2 separate regions of the Mus musculus genome follow, and region 2 is linked to region 1. A link is a contact called in public HiChIP or PLAC-seq data. All regions are on one chromosome and are shown on one strand. Each heading gives the region's core, a stretch centred on a gene start, on an enhancer-like site or on the middle of the called end of the contact. The rest is flanking DNA. Distances are from core to core; before and after follow the strand shown.

Region 1 (6,378 bases), core at 2,744-5,243:
CTTTTTCTGTTCAAGTCATTGTGACGGCTTGCTTTCATTGTCAGCCTGACTGGTCTTAGAATGCCCTAGGACACACAGCTCTCGGCACATCAGAGGGTATTTGCAGAGAGTTTTAAGTGAGGAGGGGAGACCTGTCCTAAATGCAGGCTGCACCATCCTCTTGCTGGGCTACTGGGCTTAATAGGAAGGAGGGAGAATGAAGCAAACTGAGCAACAGTATTTAGTGCTCTGTCCGTCCTGACGGCAGACACAGTGCAACCTCGCCTCTGGCTCCTCCATTCTTGTCACCATGACCTCTAAAACTTTAATCCAAAATAAACCTTTCTCTCCTAAAACTGCTTTTTGTCAGGTATTGGTGGTGTCCAGGCCAGAGGAACTGCAGCCAGCGCTGGAGTTTGTGGAGTGTGGCTCAGTGGTTAGCGCAGCTACAAAGCGTGTACCTCCAAGAGACAGTTCCCCTGGAGGGTTGTGCCCAGCATGTCCTCTGTTGCTGCTAGAGTTTCTTGCGCTTGGTGCTATGGTGTTTTCCTCGTGACTAGCTTGGTGTGATTATCTGTGGGAGCTTCCCACTCCTCCCTGGGCATTTCATCTGCCATATAGAATAGAAGTGCTGATTTCCCCAAGACAAGGCTGCTTACGGATTCAAGATTCAGTTGAGCTTTCTGAGAAGAGTTTAAAGACACAAGTAGCTAGGGCTTCTAATGAGGGATTTGGAGGATAGGGATAAGACTTGAAAATACCTCTTTTCCAGCTGGACGTGAGACAGGGAATAAGAACAGGGAAGTTTCAGGCATTGTTAGCCCACAGTTCTTGGCTGTGAGACTCAGGCCAGTGATCAAAGACAGCAATTATGTTCCTAACTATGGTTAGGTCTGAGTCTCCTGGTCATGTAGCTTATAGATCTAATTGCAGGGTTTTGGTACGCACCTTAAGAAAACAGAATACTTTGTAAGAGGGAACTAAATGATCCTATTGGGAGTGAAAGAGAAGAAAAGCAAATGGTTAACTAAATGGCTAGCTAAGCCAGCTCAGAAAGGACAACTCAGCTAGGCTTTGTAAACTAGAACAAGAACAACAGTCCAGTTGGCCACACTGTAACCGCAAACTGCTGTCAGCCAGTACAAGAAACTGGCTGAAATATACTTAAAACTAGAAGAGAAAATTAGAGTGTTATGCTTCAAACATAACAGGTCTATGTGTCTTCCTATCTCTGACTTCCTATCTGTCTCCCCCTCGGACCCCTGACCTGCTGGAGTTGGACTCCGGGAAGATATTTTGTCACAGCAATGAGCAGATAACTAATGCAGTCACTATCTGGCATTGCCTACAGCTCTCCCTACAGACCTAAGTTCAAATCCCCCATGCCCATATAAAAAGATAGGCGCAGTGGTATATGGTTGAGATCCCTGCACTGGGAGGGCAGAGATGAGAGTCTCTGAAGCTCATTGGTCAGCCAGGCTAGCTAATCATCTCCAGGTTCAGCGAGAGACTATATCAGAAATAAATAAAAAGTAAAGAATGATTGAGGAAGATGCCTAACATCAACCCTGGCCTACACACACACACACACACACACACACACACACACACACACACACACACACACACACACACACATCATATATAACTTAAAGGTAAAATCTCTACCAGAACTAGCCATCACTAACAGTTTAGCTGTGTTGTCCCACACAAACTTGTGACAATAGAGATGAGTTAGCATCACAGTCGATAGTGAGATGGCAGTACTTAGCAGTGCTCTCCTGCCTCAAACCACCATGAGCAGCCAGCCACAAGCTGGGCTTATCATTCTCTGTGGTTAAAGAGTACGGGCATCCATGAGACATTTCAGTAAGGGCTGGGCATTGGGAAGAGCTTATTATGGGGCCTAGGCTACTACAGGTGATTTGAAGAGAGGTTTAAGAATTCGGGGCATTGATTGGATTGGATACTGAAGAAGCCAAGTCATTCTGAGACCAGACATCTTAATATATCCTGTCTGAAAAGAGGGGAAACTAGTGTAAGGCCAAAGCTAGAGAAGAGTCAAACACCTATGTCCTTACATCAGCTGGGAGAGGTGGATTCATGCTCACTTCTTCTTTTTTTTTTTAATTAGGTATTTTCCTCATTTACATTTCCAACGCTATCCCAAAAGTCCCCCATACCCTCCCCACCCCTACCCACCCACTCCCACTTTTTGGCCCTGGTGTTCCCCTGTACTGGGGCATATAAAGTTTGCAAGTCCAATGGGCCTCTCTTTCCAGTGATGGCCGACTAGGCCATCTTTTGATACATATGCAGCTAGAGTCAAGAGCTCCAGGGTACTGGTTAGTTCATAATGTTGCTCCACCTATAGGGTTGCAGATCCCTTTAGCTCCTTGGGTATTTTCTCTAGCTCCTCCATTGGGGGCCCTGTGATCCATCCAATAGCTGACTGTGAGCATCCACTTATGTGTTTGCTAGGCCCCGGCAACAAAAGAAACAGCTATATCAGGGTCCTATCAGCACAATCTTGCTAGTGTATGCAATGGTGTCAGCGTTTGGAGGCTGATTATGGGATGGATCCCTGGATATGGCAGTCTCTAGATGCTCCATCCTTTTGTCTCAGCACCAAACTTTGTCTCTGTAACTCCTTCCATGGGTGTTTTCATGCTCACTTCTGTGGTCTGGGCACTATTCTTGTTTGTGCCTGTGCCTGTGTTTACATGTACCTAGAGCTCTTGCTTTCATTCTGACCTGTCCTCTGCACTGAGTGTCTTATCCAGTGCTGATGCTCTGAGCCATTCCCCGTTCAACAGAGCTTGCAGAACCCACATGCTTGGCTAGCGCCCAGCACTCCGGGGTGACTCTCCTCCCTCTACGTTGTCTCTTCCTCACTAACCAGTGTTGCAGACATGTTTTCACGCCAACACTGAGTCATATTCAACTAAAAATATTTTTCATTGACTCGTTGTGTTTTCCTGTTAGCCTTAGAATTAATGTTAGCATGATGAAAATCTTTAGAGACACATCTCCACGCGGGCTTCAGAATTGGAGAGACTTGAAAACAGTCCCACCTCCACTGGGAGATGACTGTGTGATGTTCAGCAGGCTCCTGCTCTGAACCTGTTTTTTGGCTACAAATATGACTATTTATTCTAGACTTTCTGGAGTTGAGATTAGTATGAAAAATGTTTACTATACCATACATAAAATTAGTACATGCATGGACATAATTTTTATTATTAGTTAAAGCAACTATTCCTATATAGGATGTCTATTCTTGGAAAAGAATATTGTTATCTCAGATAAATGAGTTTAATATCTTTGATCTGGAAGGAAGAGCAGGAGAGACTAGTCTGCAAATAACCAAACACGAATTATTAATAGAGAATTATTAATAGAGAATTATTAATAGAGAATTATTAATAGAGAAAATTAAGGTCTAAGCGGGAGTTCAGAACCCAAGCTAGAGGGAGGCTGTGGGAGTTATAAAGGGAAACACCCTGACACTACCTGTCACAGCAGAGCGTCTGTGTGGTGCTTTGAATGTGAACTCCATAGGCTCAGGTGGGAGAAAACTTAGACCCCAGTCACTGGTGCTATTTGGGGAGGTTTAAGACGCGAGGTCTTGTATGTCACTGGGGTCAGCGGTCAAGCTTAGATGGCCTCTCCCCGCGTGCAGTTTACTCTCCCAAGTTTGTGCTTGTGGTTGGGGGTGTGAGTTCCTAGCTTTCTGCTCCAGTCACTGCCTGCTGCCATGTCACCACGCCCGCCAGGCTTCCAGGCCACGGTGGAATTTTATCCCTCTGGAACCGAAAGCCAAAACCAAGGATTTTCCCGTAAGTTGCTTTTGGTTGTTTGATGTTTTACCACAGCAACAGAAAAGCAACTAAGTCAGTCAGCCTGCGAGACAGAGGATTCCCAGCAGCCATGACTCAGCGCTGTGGAACCGGGGCAGCTGGAGCCTTGTGAGTTTCTGCAGGAGTGAGTACACACTAGTTCTTGCCATGACTCAGCGAGCCAGGTCAGCGATGGTCACACAGACTCACTCAGTTAATATTGTTGACGTCTCTGTAGGGCACGTCTTAGGCACTGTGCATCTAGGATTATGCTAAACGGCTATGGTGCGGGACAATATGAAGTACAGACTTAGTAAGAAGGAAAATAACTCTAACAGAATAAACAAGCCAAAAAGAGGAAATGCACATTAATGATAAATGCTATGCTGAGAAGGATGTGTAGGTAGTGTTGTAGGTTAAATATGAAATGGCTCCCACAGGCTCGCACTTGTTTGCCACTTGGTGGTGCTGTTTGCAAAGGTTATAGAACGTTTAGGTTTGGAGCCTTGTTGGAGGAAGTTAATCACTGGGGACCAGGCCTCTGTCTCTCTGTTTCTCTCTCTGCCTGTCTCTGTCTGTCTGTCTCTGCCTGTCTCTGTTTCTCTGTCTCTCTCTGTGTGTATTTGTATCTGTCTGTCTGTCTGTCTGTCTGTCTGTCTGTCTGTCTGTCTGTCTCTCTTTCTCTCCCCTCTCTGTGAGGGTGAAACATGGTTGCTCTGCTTCCTGACTGCCAGGCCATCCTCATTTTCCTGCCGCCATACTTCCTCACCTTAATGGACTGTGTTCCCAGTAAGCTCCCCTCCCCTGCTAAGTTGCTTTTGGTCAGGGTCTTTTATCCCAGCAACAGACAAGCACGCATCTATACTGTGTGATCAGGGTGGTCCTCATTCTGGAAGTGATACTTAAAATAAAGCCTAAATAGCCAGAAGAAGCCAGGCTTTCCACCAATAATGAGCTTAATTGGCATATGGTAGGAAAAGCCTTATCGTGTCCACAATGAGTGCCCACCTTGAGTGAGAGGGAAGAAAAAAATAAAAATAAATAAAAAATAAAAAGTAATATATATGTAAAAAAAAAAAAAACTTAAGTAAGAACAACAGTTCTAAATTAGAAGGAAGGGTTGGAATTTCTCCTGGGTGTCATAAGAAGCCATTAGAAAACTTTAACTTGAAAGGAACATATTTAGCATTAATTTTTGAAAGATCACTGTCTACATCTAAATACCTTTAGTAAACTACAACTGGTGTTTTGTTTGTTTGTTCTGTTTTTGTCTTTTTTATCCAACTTCCTTATGTCCATTCTTCTGATAATGTAATCTTTCCCTCCCTGGACACGTATGTGACTTAGGCTTGGCCAATCACAGTATCCCATTTCCTTGGACACACTCATTGGTGCAATGGAGTCATGTGATATGAGCAGAGCTGTCCTTGTGATTCTTGGTTTACGCTGAAAAAGTAGTTTTGGCTTCTAAGATCTGTGGCTGAAAGGATGTGGAAGCAGCCATATTTCTTTTTCTCTTTAACATTCATTTATTTTGTGTATGTGTGCATGTATGTGCATGCACATGTGTGCCAAAGCACACATGTAGAGGTCAGAGGACAACTTGAGTCAGTTCTCCTGCCACGTGGGTTCTGGAGATCAAAGCCAGCAGCACGTGCCTTTGCTCATGAAGTCATCTCAGCAGCAGCCACCTTTTCTGCTTCTTTGAGTGGGGCCATTTACAGCAAGAAAGAAAGAAATCAGGCAAGACAAGCAAAGATGACAGACAGGCAGACAGACAGACTCCCTCTAACCCTGAATCCTAATTCCAGGGGCTGGGACCTTGACTCCTAAAGTCCTTTGTGCAGTCCTGAGGGTATCTTATTCCTGACTTCTCTACTAAGTGAGCCATGAATTTCTCCATTTACTGAACTGTTAGCCTTCTTAAAGGCATGCCAGTGTATACCTGTAATCCCAAGACTTTGGGGAACTGAGGCAGGAGAATCACAAATTCTGGGCTAGTCTGGGCTACATAGTAAGTTCAAGACCAGTCTGAACTATGTAGTAAGACCCTGTCTTGAAAAAAAAAATCCTTACTTCAGAATCTCCTTCTTAGCTGGAGTGTGTGTATGTGTGCATGTGTTTTCAATCTCTTTTTTCCTGGAGTAAAATCCACGTCCATCTTGGAAGTGGAATAGCACAAAGACTTAGTACATGTGTCCCTTCCATAGAGAAGCAAAGATGACATCAGTGGCTCCTGGTTTAGCAGAAGGAAACTCTGGCTATCAACATCACTCAACATGTATAAGACTAGAGGGCTGGAAAGATGACTCAGCAACTAAGGCACCTGCTACTCTTTCAGAAGGTCTGAGTTCAGTTTCCAAAACACACATCAAGCAACTCACAACTGCCTCTAACTTTAGCTTCGGGGATCCATTGCCCTCTTTTGGCCTCTTGAGGTAGCGGCACTCACGTATACATACGTTAACATACACATATACACATAATTTTTTAAAAAAATAAATCGCAGATTTGAGTAAAGCCTAAATATGGGTGGTTAAGACCCATCCTGAGATGATCG
Region 2 (7,144 bases), core at 2,894-5,393, 250 kb after region 1:
GGATCTGGCCAAGAAAGAAAATGACCCAAGGACAACTGGGCTCTAGGTCCAGCACTGTGGGGCACCAGTTGGCCAGCCTGGGCTCCTCTTCCTCCACTGGACTAGGACGGAAGGCTGGGGAGGGGTAATGGAAACCCCTCTTAAGTTGTGGCTATCATGGTACAGAGGGGGACCATTCCTGGAGCTGGCTAGGATTCCCCTAAGCGCTTCCTGGGAGAAAACTGGAACAACTCTGCCCTATCTGCCTGCACTAACCAGCCTCCAGGGCGGCAACGGAGAGTGGAGAGGAAAGCACCTCCCCCCGTGATCCCAATATCAACCATTAAAGTTATTTAACAGCTCGATGCCTTCTTTCACTTGTCTTCTCGAGGACATGGTCTCTGAGGACCAGTGGCTTCTGCAGTGCTCTGAACCCACCTCTCGGTCCTCCCTGGAGCTTGGTGTGGCTGTGATACTGAGTGCTCAGACAAGGACTTGATGGGGGGGAATACTTTATAAATACCAAGGGAGACGGGAAGGCTGCTCCTCTCTCAGACAGTGCCAAATCTCAGGATCTCAGCCAGGTCATAACCTGTCACAGCAAAGGAGCTGCCCAATGGATCACAGAACCGAGCACCACACACCTGGGTGTCAGAAATACATTCACCATGGCAGTGTTCCACCTTCGGGGAAGAGAGGGCTGGTTAGTCCTGCCGCTCACCTGTGCTCGGGCCCCTACTCCCACCTGTCTGCAAACTTACCTCAATAGAGCCACTTTCTGGGTTTCTGTTCAGCTTCCAGATGTGCACAAAGGTGTCCTCAGCTGCAGACAGTAGCTAAAAGAGAGGACTCCACTGTGAGGGATGGGCAGGGTGTCAGATGCCCCGACATGATGGGAGTGAGCAGGAGTGCCAGTTCCTGGGGATGGAGTCGCACTGGAGACAGGGATAAGCCTGTGCTGTGCGCACTGGGGACAGGGACAAGCCTGTGCTGTGCGCCTAAGCACCAGGAAAGGTACGTAGGGATACAGGACACTGACCTTGCCGACCTCTGGAGCGAGGTCCAGGGCAGAGATGGTCCGGGCGTGGGCACTGATCTGGACGTGGAGGGCCCCTGTGCTGGCATCATACAGGCGCACTTGCCCATTTCCATACCCTGCTGCCACGATCCCCTGCCACAGCTGCACAGAGGGGCATGGGACCCTGCAAGGGTAATGTTCAATGTTGATTTCTCCAGACTCCAACATACTCCCTGTCCTGAAGTCACCTCACAAAGGCCATAGCCCTAGTCTGCCTCTCCTACCCGAATCCTGGTATTCGGGTCAGTAAGGTGAACTCAGGTCCCGACCTCCAGACACACAGGACACCCGAGTCATCTGCTGTCACCATGTCAGCAACACCATCCTGGGGAGGAAATCAGGCAGGGTTAGCTCTTCTTCCCTTTACAGTCTATGTGGTCCAGAGTCCAGACCAGGAGGGGAGGTGTGGCCATGCCTGCCTCTCTGCTTCTACAGGGAAAGGGTGAGAGGTGGCTCTTTCACCAGCTCACACCATGGACACGTCTGCAGGAGTCTCTCAAGCATAGACTCCTTGCAGCTCCTTGTATGCACTCACAACTGCTGCCTCCCCACCCCCACCCCCATCCCCACTGTGGAGTAGAAGAGGATGTACAATTGTCCTTTTGGGATGGGTGGGAAGACTAAAACCACCATGTCCTGACTTTTTGGAGGTTTTGCAGTGGGCCACAGTCATCACTAGTCCCTAGACCTCTTGACCTGGTTGGTGTCAGGCAGACATACTAGCTGCTCCGAAGGATACAAATGACAAAACCCCATACCCTGTTCCCAAGAGGTTTACAATACAAGTGGGGAGAAGAGAGTTTTTTCTATGAGAGTCGGGCCTACTCAGAGTGAAGCTAAGGGAGAGTCAGAGGGAGTTGAAATTGGGAGACAGCTTTCTGGAAAGACTGGCCTTGAACTGGGTCAGAATAGGGGCACTAGCTCAAGTCCAGGAAAGGAAGGAAGCTACAAGGTTGGCAGCGTCTGGGAGATGGTAGATTCCAACTTCTGGATTCACACCAGCGTCAGAAGAGTTAGGGATTTGTATAAAACACCACTTAGTGGAAAGTATGTTTTTCTCCAGACCTGAGGTTGCTGCTTCTAAGAACGTACAAATGAACCCAAAGCCACACTTCTGCTTATTAGCATTGCTAATACCCACGCCTGGGCCTCCCAAGGGTGAAGGAGTCTCCCAGGCTACTAGAACCGCTGGAGGAAGTGAACTCACCTGCCCCTGGGCACGCTCAGTGGCAATATCTGTGATTGGTGTCTGGTGCCCAGCCAGTTCCTCGCTGAGTACAATGTTGGGACCCTTAGCGGGGATATCAAAGACCAGTACTCGACCGGAACACGTTCCTGCAGCCAGAACCAGTGTCCCACTGATGGCTTCCTGAGTCCTCTGGGTCTCCAGTCACCACAGCCAGCACCCCCTCTATCCCAGAAGTCTTAGTAATAAACTCAGTACTCCCACAGGCCTGACTTTCCATTCACTATCCCTCTCTAAATGTTTTTCAGAGTCTCTGATACCCTTCCTTCCCAGCTTCCCTCTAACTCTTCCTAAGTTCGTCAACCCCTCAGCATCCTCTTGGCTGAGACCCCACAATCATGTACTTCACATACAGGCCCTAGCCCTGTCTCTAGTCTGCTCACCCACACAGATGAAGTGGACGCTGGCAGCAATTCCTCGGGCAAACATAGCCTGTACTGAATACAAAAGCAGCTCTCAGAAACAGCACTTCCCCCAGCCCCAGCGAATTCTCCCAGCCTCCACCCCTGCTCCACATGGTCCTGAAGGTACCTGAAGAAGCATCGCCTGAGTCCAAGGCGTGCCAATAAACCATGACGGAGCCATCAGACTCATACATCTGGAAGATGGGGGCAAGGATGAGAGCAAGATCCAGATGACCCTTGTTGAGTTCTGGGCACTTCACCCAGCCAGGTAAGTCCATTGGAATCCTCAAACTCTGTTCTGGGAGGCAGGCACTATTCTTATCCATAGTTTTCAGAGGAGGACACTGAGGCTACCCGTGCCCAAGGGTCACAGAGTTAATAACAGAAGCAAACTGCTGATGCAGAATTGAAGAGTGAAGAAAATGGAACAAAAGAAGACGAAAAATAGAGGCAGAGTGGGCTGCGCATGTGACATCTAAAAGTGTTATTGGGTGGGGGTGGCGCTGGAGAAAGGGCAGGAGGGTTCTATTCTCACCTGTATCCCTCGATGCGAGGTGAGGACCAGCAGTACTCTGAAGGGGAGGACACACCAGTGAACCTGGAGAGACGCGCATCATAGAAGAGGACATAAGGCGTCAAGAGGATAGGTATTCAAGAACAAGGATCGCACTGATTTAAGCAACACCTCTTTCACTCCTTGCCTTACCTGAGTGATAAGTGGGGGACTCACTCCAGCACCCTCTTTAACGTGGAGCTGGCGCTGGGCCAAGGGCACACCCTCAGGGGCAGCACTGAGAAGCTGGGCGCTCGGTCCATGAACCACCCCAAAATGCGTGAGATCACGGGCTGGCAGCTGCAGTACACTGAGGTTGTTAGACAGGGCGGCGGCAGAGCTACGAAGTGGGATGGAGCGCTCGCGGCGGAACATTCTGAGAGAGAGAGAGAGAGAGAGAGAGAGAGAGAGAGAGAGAGAGAGAGAGAGAGAGAGAGAGAGTCCTAGAGTCACGGCACGACAAATAGGGAGAAGGCCACTGGGGACACTGGGACAGGGGAGAAGGACAATGAGATGCAACCAGGAGACACTGAGAGAGACCCTTGATTGATAGGATCCCCGAGGAAAGTGATGGATAGTAGTCACAAGGAGGAGAGGATCCCACGGAGCTGGAGAGAGCCCCAGGGTTGAGTGTTGCAGCCACCAGGGAATCCCGCAATAAGAATGATGATGTAAATACCTGCTAGTACGGAACGTCTCAGCTAAAATGCAGAATGTGGTCTCCAGCTCTTCTTCCCACAGCTTAGCTACCTGAAGGCCCACGCCAAGGTTAGAGGTCACACCTGCAACCCACCCCCACCACCCTCAAGTGTGCCTTGCCTGACGCCGCGATCCTAAGGTCCCTCCAAATCCGCCGCCACCATAGAGACGACGCACCGACGCACGGCCTCTGGGCGTGGCCTGTGGCTGGAACTTGCGGCGCGCAGCTACGCGGTTACCAAGCAACCGTGGACCACGCCAGGGACCCTCAGCGGGGCCTGGTTGCCGAGGAGACCGTTGGGTCGCGGCCACTGCAGCTACAACGATGGAGGGTCCTGAAGGCAGCTGAAACACCGCCTTGGAGTGACTGTCACGAAAATGAGTCACGAAGGCTCGGTGAGTTTCAGCTAGACTTAGGGAGTGCGCAAGAACTGGGGTTGGCCGGTATCGAGGCAGTGGACTAGCTCTAGGTTCGAGATGGGCATGCCTGTACCTCGGTCCCTGAGGGAAAGGGTCAACGGCTGGACCAGGCCAAGGGCAAGCGAATTCGGAAACAGCTGAACCACTAGTGCAAATAGTAATTCCTTTCTGACCAGGAACCCGTGTTGGTGGGTAAACCAGAGGCACTAGGAAGAGGGTCTGATGGATGAATCACTATCTTGACAATTTCAGGACTACGAAATGGATCAAACAACTGTGAGGGTGACCTTAAAACTTACTTTATTATCATTATTACTTTTTTTTTTTTTAAATCGAGACAGTCTGATTATATAGACCATATTGGCCTCCAACTCAACTCTGCCTCCAGAGTGCTGTGATTAAAGGAATCACATGCGCAACCATGGCTTGCCTTTTATTTTGAGACAAGGTCTCAATGTGTAGCCCTGGCTGGTCTAGAACTCACAATATAGACCGGGTTGCCTTTGAACTCATAGCTTCTTCCCATACCAACACTCTCCCATCTCACTGGTCAAAAACCAATTACCTTTAAGTCAAAAAAAAATTTTATGTATATGGGTGTTTTGTCTGCATGTGTGTTTGTGTACTGTGTTCATGTCTGATGCCTGCAGAGGCCAGGAGAGAGGATCAGATCTCCTGGAACTGGAGTTACAGTTTGGAGCCATCACATGGGTGCTAAGAATCAAACCCAGGCCCTCTGCAAGAGCGGTCAATGTGGGGTCAACTCTCTTACTCCCAAAGTCAAGGCATTTTAAAAAATAAAACAGATTGGTAGGACCTCGAGAAAATGAAAGAGTAAAAAATATCTCTGTTCTCTTGTGTTAAGTGCACGCCACATCTCTGTCCTAGCTGTGGGGGGAGGCCTAAGGGATCGGTTCTTTGGTTTTGCGTTGGCTTTGGGCTTAAGGAAGCAAAGCTTTAGATGGAGAACTAGGCAGCCGCTTGGTTTCTGGGAATTCAAGGCCAGGAACTGAGAATGTAGAGAACAGAAGACACCGGATTGCCTGAGAGAATGAATATTGGAGAATATAAAATAGGAAACAATTAGGTAGATAGATAAAAACTTATATTTGGAGGTAGATTTTGGAAGGAACCATCTTCCTTCATGGTCTCACTTCATGGCCCAGTCTGGCCTTGAACACATGACAGCTGCTTCAGGCTTCTGAGTGCTGGGTTTATTGCTGTGAGCCACCACACCTAGTTCTGGCCCTCTTTACAATTTTTTTTATTATTATTATTACTTATCTACATCTCTTTTGTGAAGTATTATGTCCCTAGGTTACTTTTGGGCTTTTCTTAGTTACTTATCTCTTGCTGTCACAAAACACCATGAGCAAAGAAACTTATAAAAGGAAGTGTTTAATTTGGGGTTCACGGTTCCAAACGGTTAAGCACCCAGGAGCATCACGAAGGGGAGCACAGACAGGCATGGTGCTGGAGGAGTAGCTGAGAGCCCACGAGGCAAAGAGAGCTAACTGCAAATGATGGGCTTTTGAAACCTCATCTCTGGCCCCTACTCCCTCCCTCCCAACAAGGCCACACCTCCAAGTCTTTCCCAAACAGTTCAAATAGGAATTTATGGGGCTGTTCTTATTCAAGCCGTCACAGGAATCTTTAATGATTTGTTACATTTATTTGGGGTGGGGTGGGGTGAAGGCGGGGCGTGTGCCATAGTGCACGAGTGGAGGCTGGAGGGTGACTTGAAGGAGATGGCTCTCTCCTTCTACCTTGTGGTGCTGAGAATCAAACTTTTGTCATTAGGCTGGGCTATGAGTACTTTTACCCAGTGAGTCACCTCACCAACCCTCATTTTCTTTATCTATCTCATGTATATGTGTACACTGTCACTGTCCTCAGACACACCAGAAAAGGCCATCAGATCCCATTACAGATGTTTGTGAGCCACCATGTGGTTGCTGGGGATTGAACTCAGGACCTTTGGAAGAGCAGTTAGTGCTCTTAACCGTTGAGCCATCTCTCCAGCTCCTTCTCTGTCTTTTTAAATGAGTTTTAAAAATATCTTAACATGTTTTTCATTTATATATTTTAGCAAATGTCTTTGTTTGGGAAGCAAGAGTCAGGTTTTGGAGCTAGACAAATCCAGATGTGAATTCTGACTAGACTACTTCCCAGGTGGGATCTTAGGCAAACTCCATGAGATGTGAATAGAAATAGTGGTTAAAGACGGTCTAGTAGTGCAGGCCTGCTCTACTCTACTCGGGAGGTTGAAGTGAAAGTCAGAGAGGATGGATAACATCAAGACAACCATTTTTCCTGCTCAGCAGGCCTGAGTGGCAGTGTGCAACAGGGCCAAGGGAGATTGAATCTCAGTGCTGTGAGGGGAAGAGGGCACTAGCTCCTGTCCCTAACCAAGAAGCTATTTCCAATTGACAACCACTTGGCAAAGGAAAAATCAGTTTCCCCTGTGGACTCTACTGGAAAAACCACACCTAAGGGTAGTCTCCACGCGCCAGGAGTGGACGGCCAGTACAGCACGAACTCAGTGGTGCTTTTGTGGGTTTTTTTTTTTTCTTTTTTGACTTAATATGGTTTCGTTTGAGCATTAAAAAAAAAACCTTTCTCATCTTTTACTTGCATATATGGTTTCTGATTTTGTATTTTAATGTTTTTTTGTTTGTTTGTTTGTTTTGTGTGTGTGTTTCTTGTGCTTTTCACTGTTCTTTTGTTTGTTAAATGGTGGTTTGTTTGCCTTTTTAATTTGCCTG

The links. HiChIP or PLAC-seq counts read pairs in DNA pulled down with a chosen protein or histone mark.
Region 2: an HNF4G HiChIP or PLAC-seq map of pancreatic cancer cells shows a contact between it and region 1. The contact joins the promoter of Wdr54 here to the enhancer-like site in region 1. A contact is called at or near these places in 8 of 39 promoter capture datasets (the 3T3-L1 cell line, 3T3-L1-derived adipocytes, the C10 cell line and 4 more), 1 of 15 datasets of contacts at CTCF or cohesin (pro-B cells), 50 of 484 Hi-C or Micro-C datasets (B cells, the Ba/F3 cell line, the C2C12 cell line and 26 more), 16 of 115 datasets of contacts at active chromatin or transcription factors (the 230-238 cell line, CD8 T cells, the NIH/3T3 cell line and 10 more) and 4 of 9 other capture datasets (adipose tissue, embryonic stem cells, liver and 1 more).

The regions. Positions count from the first base shown.
Region 1 is chr6:82,905,383-82,911,760 of GRCm38.p6, forward strand. No RefSeq gene overlaps it. Among named protein-coding and RNA genes, the nearest start is that of 2310069B03Rik, 27 kb to the left of the region's middle. Within about 2 kb of position 3,994, at least 137 of the 459 cell types and tissues checked have an H3K27ac peak or open chromatin away from gene starts, as enhancers often do. A contact at or near this core is called in 3T3-L1-derived adipocytes, the Ba/F3 cell line, the C2C12 cell line and 13 more, where this site is marked.
Region 2 is chr6:83,152,236-83,159,379 of GRCm38.p6, forward strand. It overlaps Wdr54 (WD repeat domain 54), which reads right to left and starts at 4,144. Exons shown (of 11, transcript NM_001362119.1): 1 at 4,080-4,144; 2 at 3,940-4,010; 3 at 3,414-3,636; 4 at 3,243-3,305; 5 at 2,835-2,901; 6 at 2,687-2,740; 7 at 2,265-2,392; 8 at 1,282-1,382; 9 at 1,019-1,181; 10 at 741-815; 11 at 475-662. The coding sequence starts at 3,635. The coding sequence ends at 531. 1700003E16Rik (RIKEN cDNA 1700003E16 gene) reads left to right here and starts at 4,169. Exons shown (of 4, transcript NM_027948.1): 1 at 4,169-4,355. The coding sequence starts at 4,338. Rtkn (rhotekin) reads left to right here. Exons shown (of 12, transcript NM_001136227.1): 12 at 1-344.